4 separate regions of the Pan troglodytes genome follow, and all the other regions are linked to region 2. A link is a contact called in public Hi-C and HiChIP or PLAC-seq data. All regions are on one chromosome and are shown on one strand. The core of a region is the stretch at or near the end of the contact, and the rest is flanking DNA. Distances in the headings are between cores, read along the strand shown.

The links. Hi-C and Micro-C count contacts between places; a contact is called where the count stands out from the background. HiChIP or PLAC-seq counts read pairs in DNA pulled down with a chosen protein or histone mark.
Region 1: a Hi-C map of stem cell-derived neural progenitor cells shows a contact between it and region 2, with 2.7 times the contacts expected there. The contact joins the enhancer-like site here to the promoter of RAI14 in region 2. A contact is called at or near these places in 1 of 7 Hi-C or Micro-C datasets (stem cell-derived neural progenitor cells) and 1 of 1 datasets of contacts at active chromatin or transcription factors (stem cell-derived excitatory neurons).
Region 3: an H3K4me3 HiChIP or PLAC-seq map of stem cell-derived excitatory neurons shows a contact between it and region 2, with 4 times the contacts expected there. The contact joins the promoter of TTC23L here to the promoter of RAI14 in region 2. A contact is called at or near these places in 2 of 7 Hi-C or Micro-C datasets (induced pluripotent stem cells and stem cell-derived neural progenitor cells) and 1 of 1 datasets of contacts at active chromatin or transcription factors (stem cell-derived excitatory neurons).
Region 4: a Hi-C map of stem cell-derived neural progenitor cells shows a contact between it and region 2, with 4 times the contacts expected there. The contact joins the enhancer-like site here to the promoter of RAI14 in region 2. A contact is called at or near these places in 2 of 7 Hi-C or Micro-C datasets (blood and stem cell-derived neural progenitor cells), 1 of 1 datasets of contacts at active chromatin or transcription factors (stem cell-derived excitatory neurons) and 1 of 1 other capture datasets (stem cell-derived neural stem cells).

What each region holds. Positions count from the first base shown.
Region 1 is chr4:77,976,758-77,979,457 of NHGRI_mPanTro3-v2.0_pri, forward strand. It overlaps RAI14 (retinoic acid induced 14), which reads right to left. Exons shown (of 17, transcript XM_016953458.3): 8 at 2,002-2,108; 9 at 1,176-1,354; 10 at 913-941. Among named protein-coding and RNA genes, the nearest start is that of TTC23L, 27 kb to the left of the region's middle. Within about 2 kb of position 1,309, at least 5 of the 24 cell types and tissues checked have an H3K27ac peak or open chromatin away from gene starts, as enhancers often do. A contact at or near this core is called in stem cell-derived neural progenitor cells, where this site is marked.
Region 2 is chr4:78,132,629-78,135,328 of NHGRI_mPanTro3-v2.0_pri, forward strand. RAI14 (retinoic acid induced 14) reads right to left here and starts at 1,409. Exons shown (of 17, transcript XM_016953458.3): 1 at 1,287-1,409.
Region 3 is chr4:77,949,483-77,952,182 of NHGRI_mPanTro3-v2.0_pri, forward strand. TTC23L (tetratricopeptide repeat domain 23 like) reads right to left here and starts at 1,347. Exons shown (of 11, transcript XR_001717770.4): 1 at 1,234-1,347.
Region 4 is chr4:78,264,779-78,267,478 of NHGRI_mPanTro3-v2.0_pri, forward strand. No RefSeq gene overlaps it. Among named protein-coding and RNA genes, the nearest start is that of RAI14, 130 kb to the left of the region's middle. Within about 2 kb of position 1,428, at least 4 of the 24 cell types and tissues checked have an H3K27ac peak or open chromatin away from gene starts, as enhancers often do. A contact at or near this core is called in stem cell-derived neural progenitor cells, where this site is marked.

The DNA.
Region 1 (2,700 bases), core at 59-2,558, 160 kb before region 2:
TCAGTATTGAGTATTTGCTGTTTACGATTTCTTCAAGAACGTAGATGTGTAAATAAATAAACAACCAAACATATACTGTTCATCAAAAAAACAGATAGTGACAATATATTTTTAGAAAAAACTACACAATAACAGGGCAAACTCAATTTCTACTTTGTGTAACACCACATGACATTCTAGAAAAACCCTAATTAAAAGAAAAGGCTAAATTCTCTTATTTTCATTAAATAGCTAACATTTTCTGGCTGTAGCTCTGTAGCCCATGTGATATTACAAGTATTTAAAACAGTGTTATTCAGTCACAGAGTTTAAGCCACATCAAACATTTTCACACCAATAGGAAGTATGAGTTAGTACATTTCAGAAAAAGATGAACATATAAGTAGCAAGTTTAAAGTTACATGCTTTTGAAATAAAGCAAATTATTAAGGAAACCTTTACCACCTTTTTTTTTTGAGAAGGAGTTTCACTCTTGTTGCCCAGGATGGAGTGCAATCGTGCAATCTCAGCTCACCGCAACCTCCGCCTCCCGGGTTCAAGTGATTCTCCTGCCTCAGCCTCCCGAGCAGCTGGGATTACAGGCATGCACCACCATGCCCGGCTAATTTTGTAATTGTAGTAGAGGCGGGGTTTCTCCATGTTGGTCAGGGTGGTCTTGAACTCCCGACCTCAGGTGATCCACCAGCCTCGGCCTCCCAAAGTGCTGGGATTACAGGCGTGAGCCACCGGCCCAGCCCGGCAACCTTTAACACCTTATAACAATGACTTATTTATTCAAAGATATTTCAGTCCCTAAGTATTTTCAATATAGTCTTTATTACTTTACTAGTGGACCAGAGTGGTTAAATCTGAACATTTTTAAATTCCCACAAGCATAAATGAAACATAGAAGCCTCCCCCAAAGATAAATACCTGCTTTGGTTTTGTTGGGGTCTTTAAATCTATAGAGGAAAAAGTGAAAAAAAGAACTATAAGAAGCATAATGATTCATATTCACTTTGGGTGGGGGGATACACACACATACACCATATACAATATTTTTTAACACTCCATTTTTTTTCAAGAATATGTTTAAAAGAATAATAAAATATATCATATTGCACACATTCCTTTATCCTTTGGGGAAAATGGAGTGGATAAACTTAAAACAACATTGGCTATTTTCTTTTACATACCAGCATCCTGAGAGATTTTTGATAATAGAAGGCTTTGAATTCCTGCATTTTCTGAGAGTTTGGAATAATGTAAGGCATTGTATCCAAGAGAATCTACAAGGTTTAGGTCTGCACCCTTTTTAATTAAGGCTTCCACAGCGTTAGAGCTGCCAATCTCGCAGGCCAGCATGAGAGCAGTTCTAAAGGAAAAAAGAGACACAAAATTAGTACTAAGAGAATGTAAAAAGTCTTTCTTGGGAAATCAGTTGTCTTAAAAAAAGAGAAAAGAAGATTAAGTGCAGTTAAACCTTTATTACACTTAATCTTCAGGGAATTCGAAGTGGAATGCAATCAAGATGAAATTAGGTGTTTTTTTTTTTTTTAAACTTCAGATTAAATCAAAACATTAAACCACATTTTGTCAAACAACACAATCTTCTATACTATTTGGCATAATATGATGGGATTTAATATGACTGGCATGAATCTTATCCTTGTTTTACCTCAAGCATTTTAAATAACATATATATTTCTAAGACCATTTCTCCAAAACAACCAATAGGTTTGTTTTATTTTGCATAGAAAGTCACAGGAAATTGTTTATTCACATTAGCATTTAATAGTCTCCTCACAGACTTAGCCAGCAATGATGTCCACAGATGTCTGGGGAAAATTGCTTTAAAGTCAACATAGATTCTTGATTATCAGAAACAGTAGAACTTTAAAAAGGTAAGAAGTTAAAAATCCCTTATAACAAATGATCCAAAATATAGCTGTGATATTTTGAAATACTCTCAGAATGTGGGTATCACTGAAGTCACATGATTTCTGCCTAATTCTGGAGTACCTTCCACTTTTGTTCCTGGAATTGACATCTGCTCCATGATCCAGGAGAAAGTGACAGATCTCACTGTGACCATTTTGTACAGCAAGAAGCAGCGGTATATTCCCATCCTAGGAGACAAATTCAGATTTAGATTTTACCTCAGGCACAAAATGCCAGAATTGCAAAAGTCAGCCCCTGTTTTTTGCACGTTTTTCTCCTGACTTGGACTGCTGACTGCTGATCTAATATCTGGTCCAACCTGATATTCTGTACCCCTATAGAGTCACGATTGTATGTTGGCACAACTCTTGTTATGGAATTTTACTGAATGCTAGCTTTTACATAGGAGCTCCAGCTTCTTGCGGCTGCTTATGCCCTTGGCTATCACTGTTTGGGTGATTGTGAGAGAGGACAGAACACAAAGTGTGTAAAGGCTCAAGGCAAGTGTACTGGGTATACTGAGGGACGGTGCTGGAGAAAGGAAGGGCGTGTCTCCGCACGACACCAGAAGATCCCACTGCCCTGTAGGCAGCTTATTCCCAGTGCACTAATCATTATATATCCTGCCATTCCACTTTTACCAGAAAGTGTACCCTTTAGTAATCTTGCTATGTATCAAAATATAACATAAATTAAGAGCCTACGTCTGTTACTAACACATGACTAGATAAAGAAATGGATAGAAAGAATAATTATGTCATGACAATTGCAACCCCTTTG
Region 2 (2,700 bases), core at 159-2,658:
TGTCCTAGTGATGGGCAGTTCCTCTCTGCCAGGCCCCTGCAGCCTTGAGACCACATTCCCCAGAGATCCGGCAACGTTTCCCCATCCCAGGCAGCTGGGCATTCTCCTCTCCCGGAAGGAAGACGGAATCCCACCCCGATCATGCGTGAGCTGCGGCGAAGAGAAGCCGCTGGTCCCGAGGCGAGGGGCCTCGAGTCCGCAGATTCCCCTCAACATTTCTGGGAGTAAAGTTGGGCTTAGCTGGGCTCCTGGCAAATAAAGAGGAGCCTGGAAAGACAGCCATGCTCAGGCCCCCGTGAGGCCACTTCGGACTCCTCCACGCTGTGCTGGGCTGTATCTGCCTTAATTCCCCGTCTGCTGCTTCTCCAGGCTCTGAGCCCCCTCCACAAAAGGGGGATGCGAAACTCAAAGGAGTTAGGATGTCAACCCTGCAAACCGCAGAAACTAAACCGAGGACACCAACCTGCCCAAGAAGGCAGCGAAGGTGGTTGAGGACGACACCCCACCCCCTCACCCCCCACCAGGCAGGGGTCGCGGGAGATGGCGGGCGCCTTTCTGGTGGCTCCACGTCCTCCTTACTCCCGAAGTCCCGGCGGCCCCGATTCTGCCCCAACTCCAGCATCCGTTCTCCCCGAGCTGCGGCGGGGAAAACAAGGTAGGGGGCAGGAGCAGGCCCGGAGGGGTCTCGCCCCCGTCCTTGGGCCGGCCGAGGGGCTCCCTGGAGTCAGAGGAGGAACAATAGCGGACCCCGCATCCTGGGAGCCACCCGGAGTCTCCCGCTCGCATCTCCCTCCCCACCTCCTCCAAGTTCAGCCGGGAGGCGGATTGGGCTCAGCAGCACCGACGCGGGGGCAGCGAGGCGCCGCGCGGGGCGAAGCAGGTGGGACCCGGCGCAGACTCCAGGGTGCACCTCCAGGTCTGCTCATTCATTCCCACCCGCGCTCCCTCCGCCGCGGCCCCTGCCCCGCGCCCCGCCCCAGCCGGCCTGCGAGTCGCGGAGGACCCGGGAAGAACCCTTCTCCTAACTTGGCCGGGTCCTCCCGCTCTACCCTCATCTCCACCTTCCTCTCCTTCCTCTTGTCCCCAGATCTGCTCTCCGCAGACAGTGAGTGGGCTGCCGGCGGTGGACCAGGGAGAGGTGGCGGGACCCCGGCTGCAGCCCGCTCAGCCGCTCCGCCCGGGCGCCGTCCCCAGCGCCTCCCGCGCCCGAGCTCCAGACACAAAGGCGGGGACACGAGCCCGGGACCCCGCGCCGGGAGCCTCCCAACTCAGTGCCGCGCACTCACCCCATCGAGGCGGCGGCGGCGCTCCCCGGACCCAGCTGGCTGCTCCACCCCGCCCGCCGCTTCCCCAGGAAAACGCGGCCGCCGGGCTCGCTTCCTGCTCGGCTTCCTGCGCCGCAGTCCCTCCTCCTCCCCCGCTGCGGGGGTCAGTGGGCGCCGAGCTCCCGGGCTAGGCCGGCGGGGCGGGGGCAGCGGCAGCACCACCACGTGGCCGCCGGGCGCCGGCCCCCGCCGACCTGGATCCAGTGGGAGCGGGAAGGGAGGCGCTAACCATTCCCCTCCCATTCCACCCCGCGCGGCCCCAAATTCCGCGAGTCAGGTGACCCGGCCCCGGGCTCTGGCCGGGACCTGCGGGGGGTGCTCCCCGCCCTCCAGCCCCCGGCGCATCCTCCGGGCCCGCGCGTCCCGGCTGTTCGTGGCTTGCTTTTAGTCTCCAGGGATCGTGGGACCCTTCTCCGCGGATCTGTTTCATCCTCTTAACCTGAAGTTAGTGGAAGCCCCCCACGCTCTGACCCCTGGGTTTAGGACGGATGAGATACTGCTTATTTCTGATTAACTTCCAAAGTCGTTTGTGGTAGTGGCGAGTGTTTCAAAGTCACGGATCCAAGCCCCTTCTGACCAGAATCTAAAAGGTTGTTTTCCAAAATCATTGAACAGAAAGTAAAGTGGAATGTGCTCACGTTCTCCGGACTGAACCAATTGGTTGAAGTGACTGTTTTCTAGCACTCATTGGGTGGCAAGGCAAGACTACCACCGTTCAGTGTTGTTCTGCTGAGGAGTTAGAAAGAAGAAACCTACAGCCTGAACTGACAGGCGAGATTGCGCATGGGAACGCCTTCAAAATAGTGTGTGAGAAGCCACGGGGTACAGGCTCACTGCCGCAGGTCCCCGACAGCTTCTCTCCCTATCCCAGCCCACTAAGGCCCGACCTTTGAATTACGATGGACTCCACCATTAATTCCAAGGATTTCAAAGCTCTCTATCTACCCACTCATCTAATTTGGGCTGGCTTTTCCATGCATTCTAGTCATGCTAACCAGCTGTGACTTCAGTTCTGTTCACCTAAGCTCCTCCCTTCTCCTCGTTAGCTCTGCCTCCTTTGCTCAGGGAAGAAAGCTTTCTAGAATAAATAACGTATTGAGTTCCTTCTGGGATCTACTGTAAGTCAATTGAACTTAAGAGGGAAAAAAGGTCGATTCCAACAAAATTGAAATTCACCCTAACAGCTCAGTTTATAACGTGTCAGCTACATACTAACATTTATATGGCAGATTTTACCTGTTCCCTCCCCCCGCCCCATCCCCCTTTCCTTCCTCCCTCTCCCTACTAGGGAAGAGCCTATCTCCCCTTTAACAGTTGAACTTGACAAACAAGCATCAAAAGCCTTGTAACTAGCTGCAGGGTCTTCACTTCCTAC
Region 3 (2,700 bases), core at 97-2,596, 180 kb before region 2:
CCAAAATCCTTGGCCTTTATGTCTCAAAGCAAACACATTTACTGTTCCTGGGTCATCAAAACTATGGTCACCTACTTAACTCAGATATTGTTTTTGCAGGTCTGACGGCGTGATGGATTTAAGCAAAGCAACCAACTCTCAGTGGTAAACGAAGCACAGCCAGTGTATTGGTTAATTCTGCCTTTTTTTTTCCCCCTGGGGTCATTTCACTAATTAATAGCAGATTCTAGTAAAGGGGTCACAAGGCGGGTACAGAGGCTCACGCCTGTAATCCCAGCACTGTGGGAAGCCGAGGCGGGTGGATCACCCGAGTTCAGGAGTTCGAGACCAGCCTGGCCAACAGGGTGAAACCCCGTCTCTACTAAAAATACAAAATATAGTCGGCTGTGGTGGTGCACGCCTGTAGTTCCAGCTACTCTGGAGGTTGAGGCAGGAGAATCGCTTGAACCCGGGAGGCGGAGATTGCGCCACTGCACTCCAGCCTGGGCGACAGAGCGAGACTCCGTCTCAAAATAAAACAATAAAATGAAATTCATGTGTCTGTTTTAGTTGTTGCTGTTAGATGATGGGGGAAACCTCGGAAGCACATGACGAAAAATGTGATTTCTAAATACAGTATTTGTGAAATTCAACTCTCAAGGAAGGCTATGCCAGTCGCTTAAATCAAATCCAAATCGAACGCAGTTACTTATTGAATGTTAACATCCACCAAGTCGCCTCTCTTTTCACCCTCCAGAATCACTAATTCCCGCCGAGCCCTGAGAGGCTTTCTGATCCAGGCTCCAGAGCATCCATTATCCGAAAATCAGAAAGGGAGACTCACTAATTCCTCTCTTTAACCTCCACTTTAAACACTATGCCCACAACAAGGAGTTCTGATCTCTCAAACTCCCGGACTCTGTTCCTATGACGTTCCGCACCGCCCTGAACCCCTCAGGGACGAATCGCTCCTCTTTTCCCGCTGTGGTTCCGCGGCAAATCTGTAAGCCCTGACTCCGCAGGTCGAGCTCTGAGAGCCTCTCTGCCGCGGAGGCTCTAAGAGAACGCGCGAGTGCGCAAGGCGCACCTGGCTCAAGGCGGGGCAACCACGCCCCGGAACCAGCCTCCCAGCTCCCTGAGCCCGACTGCGCTGCTTCCTCCCGCTGCGTCGGCCTCCTGACCCTGGCGCACCTCGGTCCGGGCGCCAAAGCGGTGCCTCGCGAAAGCTGCACAGCCTGCGAGGTCCCCAGTTACCTTCCGCGACCCGGGTCCGGCCCAGGAGACAATACCGTTGCCATGGGAACGGAACGCTACGGGTTCTGCTGGGAGCGCCTGTAGCCATGGCGACGCGGGGCACTTCCGGTTCGGAGAGTCCCTGTTGGCTGGCGCCTACAGCAGCTCTTGCCTTACCCTCCGCTTTCCCGTCACCGCAGGTTAGACGGGCACGGCCTCCGGCTCGCCCCAAAATTGGCGTCTGCATATTGTATCTCACGAGACCTTACCCCTCGGAGGTGAAGGCGTAGGAAGAGAAGATACATTCCGTCCAAGGATGGAAGGGAGCGCCGGGCCCCACGGCCCTACTTATTTAAAGCTGCGACGTGTGCGGGCTGTATTCGGCGACGATCCCTGGCCACGGTGCACCCCCACAGCTCCTCGGGAGTTTTGTTTTTATGGACCCCAGAGGAAAGGCTTAGATATGGCTGTTGACTGTGCTGGCACCGTCTGTGTTACCCAGTAAGATTGGAGCTAGGCATGGTTAGGAAAGCTGATTGCAGGAAGAGAGTAGGGTAAGAAATCGACTACTAGATCTGCTAATGGTTAGCTGTTCATTATTTATTTAGCACTTAGCCCTAAATAATGCAGCCATATCTTACCCCTTCGTTGGCATGGAATACACAGTGTGTGTAATACACACAAGGTGCAGAGGCAATTGTGGCCATACCCAAACAAACAGCGCCAGCTCTTGCAACGCTATGTTGAAGGATGTTATTATGAACCCTATCATAGACTAGGCCCATGGCAAGTCAAGTTGGAGTGAATGTGTCCCAGTTGTTTTCAGAAAAGAGCAGACTAGGTAGAGAGACAAGGAGAACACTGAGAATGTGAAAGATGGTGTTTACGTTTGATGTTTGTTATTTCCAGCTCTAGGCTGGAAGTTTAATTGCCATTGATCCAAGACTGCCAAGAAAGCCTTTTTGGAGTTAGGTTGGAGGAGTTATTTAAATGAGTTTTCTTGAATATCTCTTAAGTAAAACCTGTATGGTCTGTTAACTCAAGATTTAAATCTGTACTTTCGAGCTCCATAGTCACAATTTTGGAAAGATTCCCCCACTTTATTCTTTTTCCTAAGAAAACTCTCAGCATGGAACAATGATGACAGCAATGAACCTGATTTCAGAATGTCAAGGTTCTGGTTTTGACTCTGTAGCCTGGGCCGAGTCACGGCCAGTGGGTCCCAATTTTCTTGCCTATACGGTGAAGGTTTTTGTACCACTTGCTTTCTGAAGGGCCTTCTGGTTCCAGGTTTCTGTAAGGGGTAAACGATTTTTGTGACTCTATGAACAGTATTTAACATGTATGGGAGTAAAAAGGAAGAACCTGTTTCCTGTTCTCCAACATTTATTTCTTTTACCCCTTGTTAAGTTGGTCATCAAATTGAAAGGTTTTAATGTTCTTTCATTCTAGGAAATGGCTGTGAGATTGTTTCTAAGTATATTAAAG
Region 4 (2,700 bases), core at 178-2,677, 130 kb after region 2:
TGTTTTCCCACTGAACTATTGACTTACCCTGACTACTACCCTGTCAACAGTTTATCTCCCCTTTGGACATAAACATTGATAATCCAGAACTGATGTTGCTGTGACTCCAGTAGCTCTTGGTACTCAGCTGTAATATGTCTGTGATCAATGTTTTCATCGATATGTAATGCTTATATGCAACCTTAGCACCACTTCTTGTTTGAAGGTCTTGAGACCATTATTCATTTGAAGAGGTCAATACTTATATGACAATATCTTATATGATAGCTAAAATGGTTTGTTTTTGCAGTTACCAGATATGACAACTTAAGACAACATAGTCTGATGGTGGCCTGGGGCCAAATCAGAAATATCTGTTGGGACACACTCCTAGGCTATGAGTGACTCATAATCACTTTCATTGGCCTTGCTGTAGGCTCAGCCACATATGACCTGCTATGTCTCAGAGAAACTTCTCTCCTTTCTCTTCCAAAATAAATCTCAAAACACCCAACACTCTATGTAAGTAAAGCTATTCAGAGCTTTGCAACTCTCTAGCATGGCATCAGATCCTGTAGAAAGTTATAGGAGATACCCTGGGGATTGAAGATGCTGCACCACCTCATTACAAAAGCTTGAGTGCATCTGACTCTCTGGGTCTCCCTTGCTAGCACAAACCACTCAAGAAATATGTGGCTATGAAAATCTACGATCAATGCTGGCATCATTATATTTGATTATTTCTTGGTGTGTGAATATATATAAACACTATATGCTGAGTGTTCCCCATCTTAGGCATTTATTTTGTAAAGTGATTATATTTGTATTTCCTTCATCTCTCACCAGGCAGACAAACTCAGTTTTAAATATATATTAAATCAAATGAAGAAGACCTATAAAAAACACATCCATCAGAATAGATTAGCGTCTACAACATTGTGCTGTAACATGGTTTTTTCAGTGTGAATCTTGCTTCGAAAGTAAAATGTTGGAAAGCTTTGTTTAAATCTACCAAGCAGGAAAACCAAATGAATACAAAACAAAATCTCAGCTGGCCAATTGTTTCAGACCCAAGACCTGTTCTATTTATTCTTTTTGTAAGAAATAGTTGCCTGGAATATCATTTCTATGGCAGAAATAGTGTCAAGTTCCTAAGGAGAAGAAGTAGGAGGAAGCTCTAAGTGTAAACACCCAAACAGTGGAAGGAAAACCACACATCACTTACTTTGAAAACAGTAGCTGCTTGGGGCCATGATTTTGACGAATCATAATGAGCACTCACAAGTTGATTTAATATTAAAATGCATCCAAGCAGACTTTGAAACTATAATTCTCTGACAGTGGATGGACTGATGAAACTCACCAGGAAGGCCAGTTACTCAGGCCTGCGATGTCTTCGGTTATTGAAGACATGTGATTGCCACCTAGCGGCCAACATTAACTTCACCTAGAAGGTCGAGCAATTCTGCAGCCCACTTTGCCCAATGCATAAGGACAACAGTAACAGTCTTTGTCAGTACTCAATTCAAATTCCTTAACATTTCCTCTTTTATCACATCTCTTTGTTCTGTGTAAGTCACCTGTTTACCATCTCTAAGACCAAACATTTTCCTTCACTCCATGTCATTAGTCCCAGAGAGCCTAAGAACCTATCTGCAAAATTCCCTCCATAGTTCTCATTCCATTTCCTTTTTTTTAAACCACAGTTGTTCTGTTGGTAAGAAGAAGGGCTCCTGCCTTCATTTTCTCCACCCAGCTTCTTCCACTTTCTCTCCTATTTCACGTCACAAGATACAAGGGTGTCTTGAGAGAGAGGCCTCTGAAAGAAAGCTTGGTAAGGACAACTGAAAAGCTGAGAACAATAGTGTCAGAGGCTTTTGAACCAGAGCAACTCCATCTTGAAGAGGGGCTGGGTGAAATAAGGCTGAAACCTGCTGGGCTACATTCCCAGGCAGTTAGGCATTCTAAGTCACAGGATGAGACAGGAGGTCAGCACAAGGTACAGGTCATAAAGACCTTGCTGATAAAACAGGTTGCAGTAAAGAAGCCGACTAAAACCCACCGAAACCAAGATGGTGGCGAGAGTGACCTCTGGCCATCCTCACTGCTACACTCTCACCAGCGCATGACAGTTTATAAATGCCATGGCAACGACAGGAAGTTACCCGATAAGGTCTAAAAAGGGGACGCATGAATAATCCACCCCTTGTTCAGCATATCATCAAGAAATAACCATAAAAATGGGCAACCAGCAGCCCTCGGGGCTGCTCTGCCTATGGAGTAGCCATTCTTTTATTCCTTCACTTTCCCAATAAACTTGCTTTCACTTTATGGACTCACCCTGAATTCTTTCTTGCACAAGATTCAAGAACTCTCGCTTGGGGTCTGGATCCAGACCCCTTTCCGGTAACAGCAACACTCCTGTTACTTCACCAAGGAATTATAAGTAAATATTTCTATGTTACCAAGACTGACAAAGTTCAAAAATAATAATGCTGATAATACAGCTGTTTGTGGTGAAAATAAGTGGAAAATGTGTTGGCCAAGCTGGTCTGAACTTCTGACCTCAGGTGATCCGCGCCTCAGCCTCCCAAAGTGCTGGGATCACAGGCATGAGCCACCGCACCCAGACCTAGTTTAGTCTTTGTGTTGACAAAGCACAAAGATGAAACTAGTTGCCATGCCCCTCCTTCACCACACCTGGACCTGCTCTAACCTCCT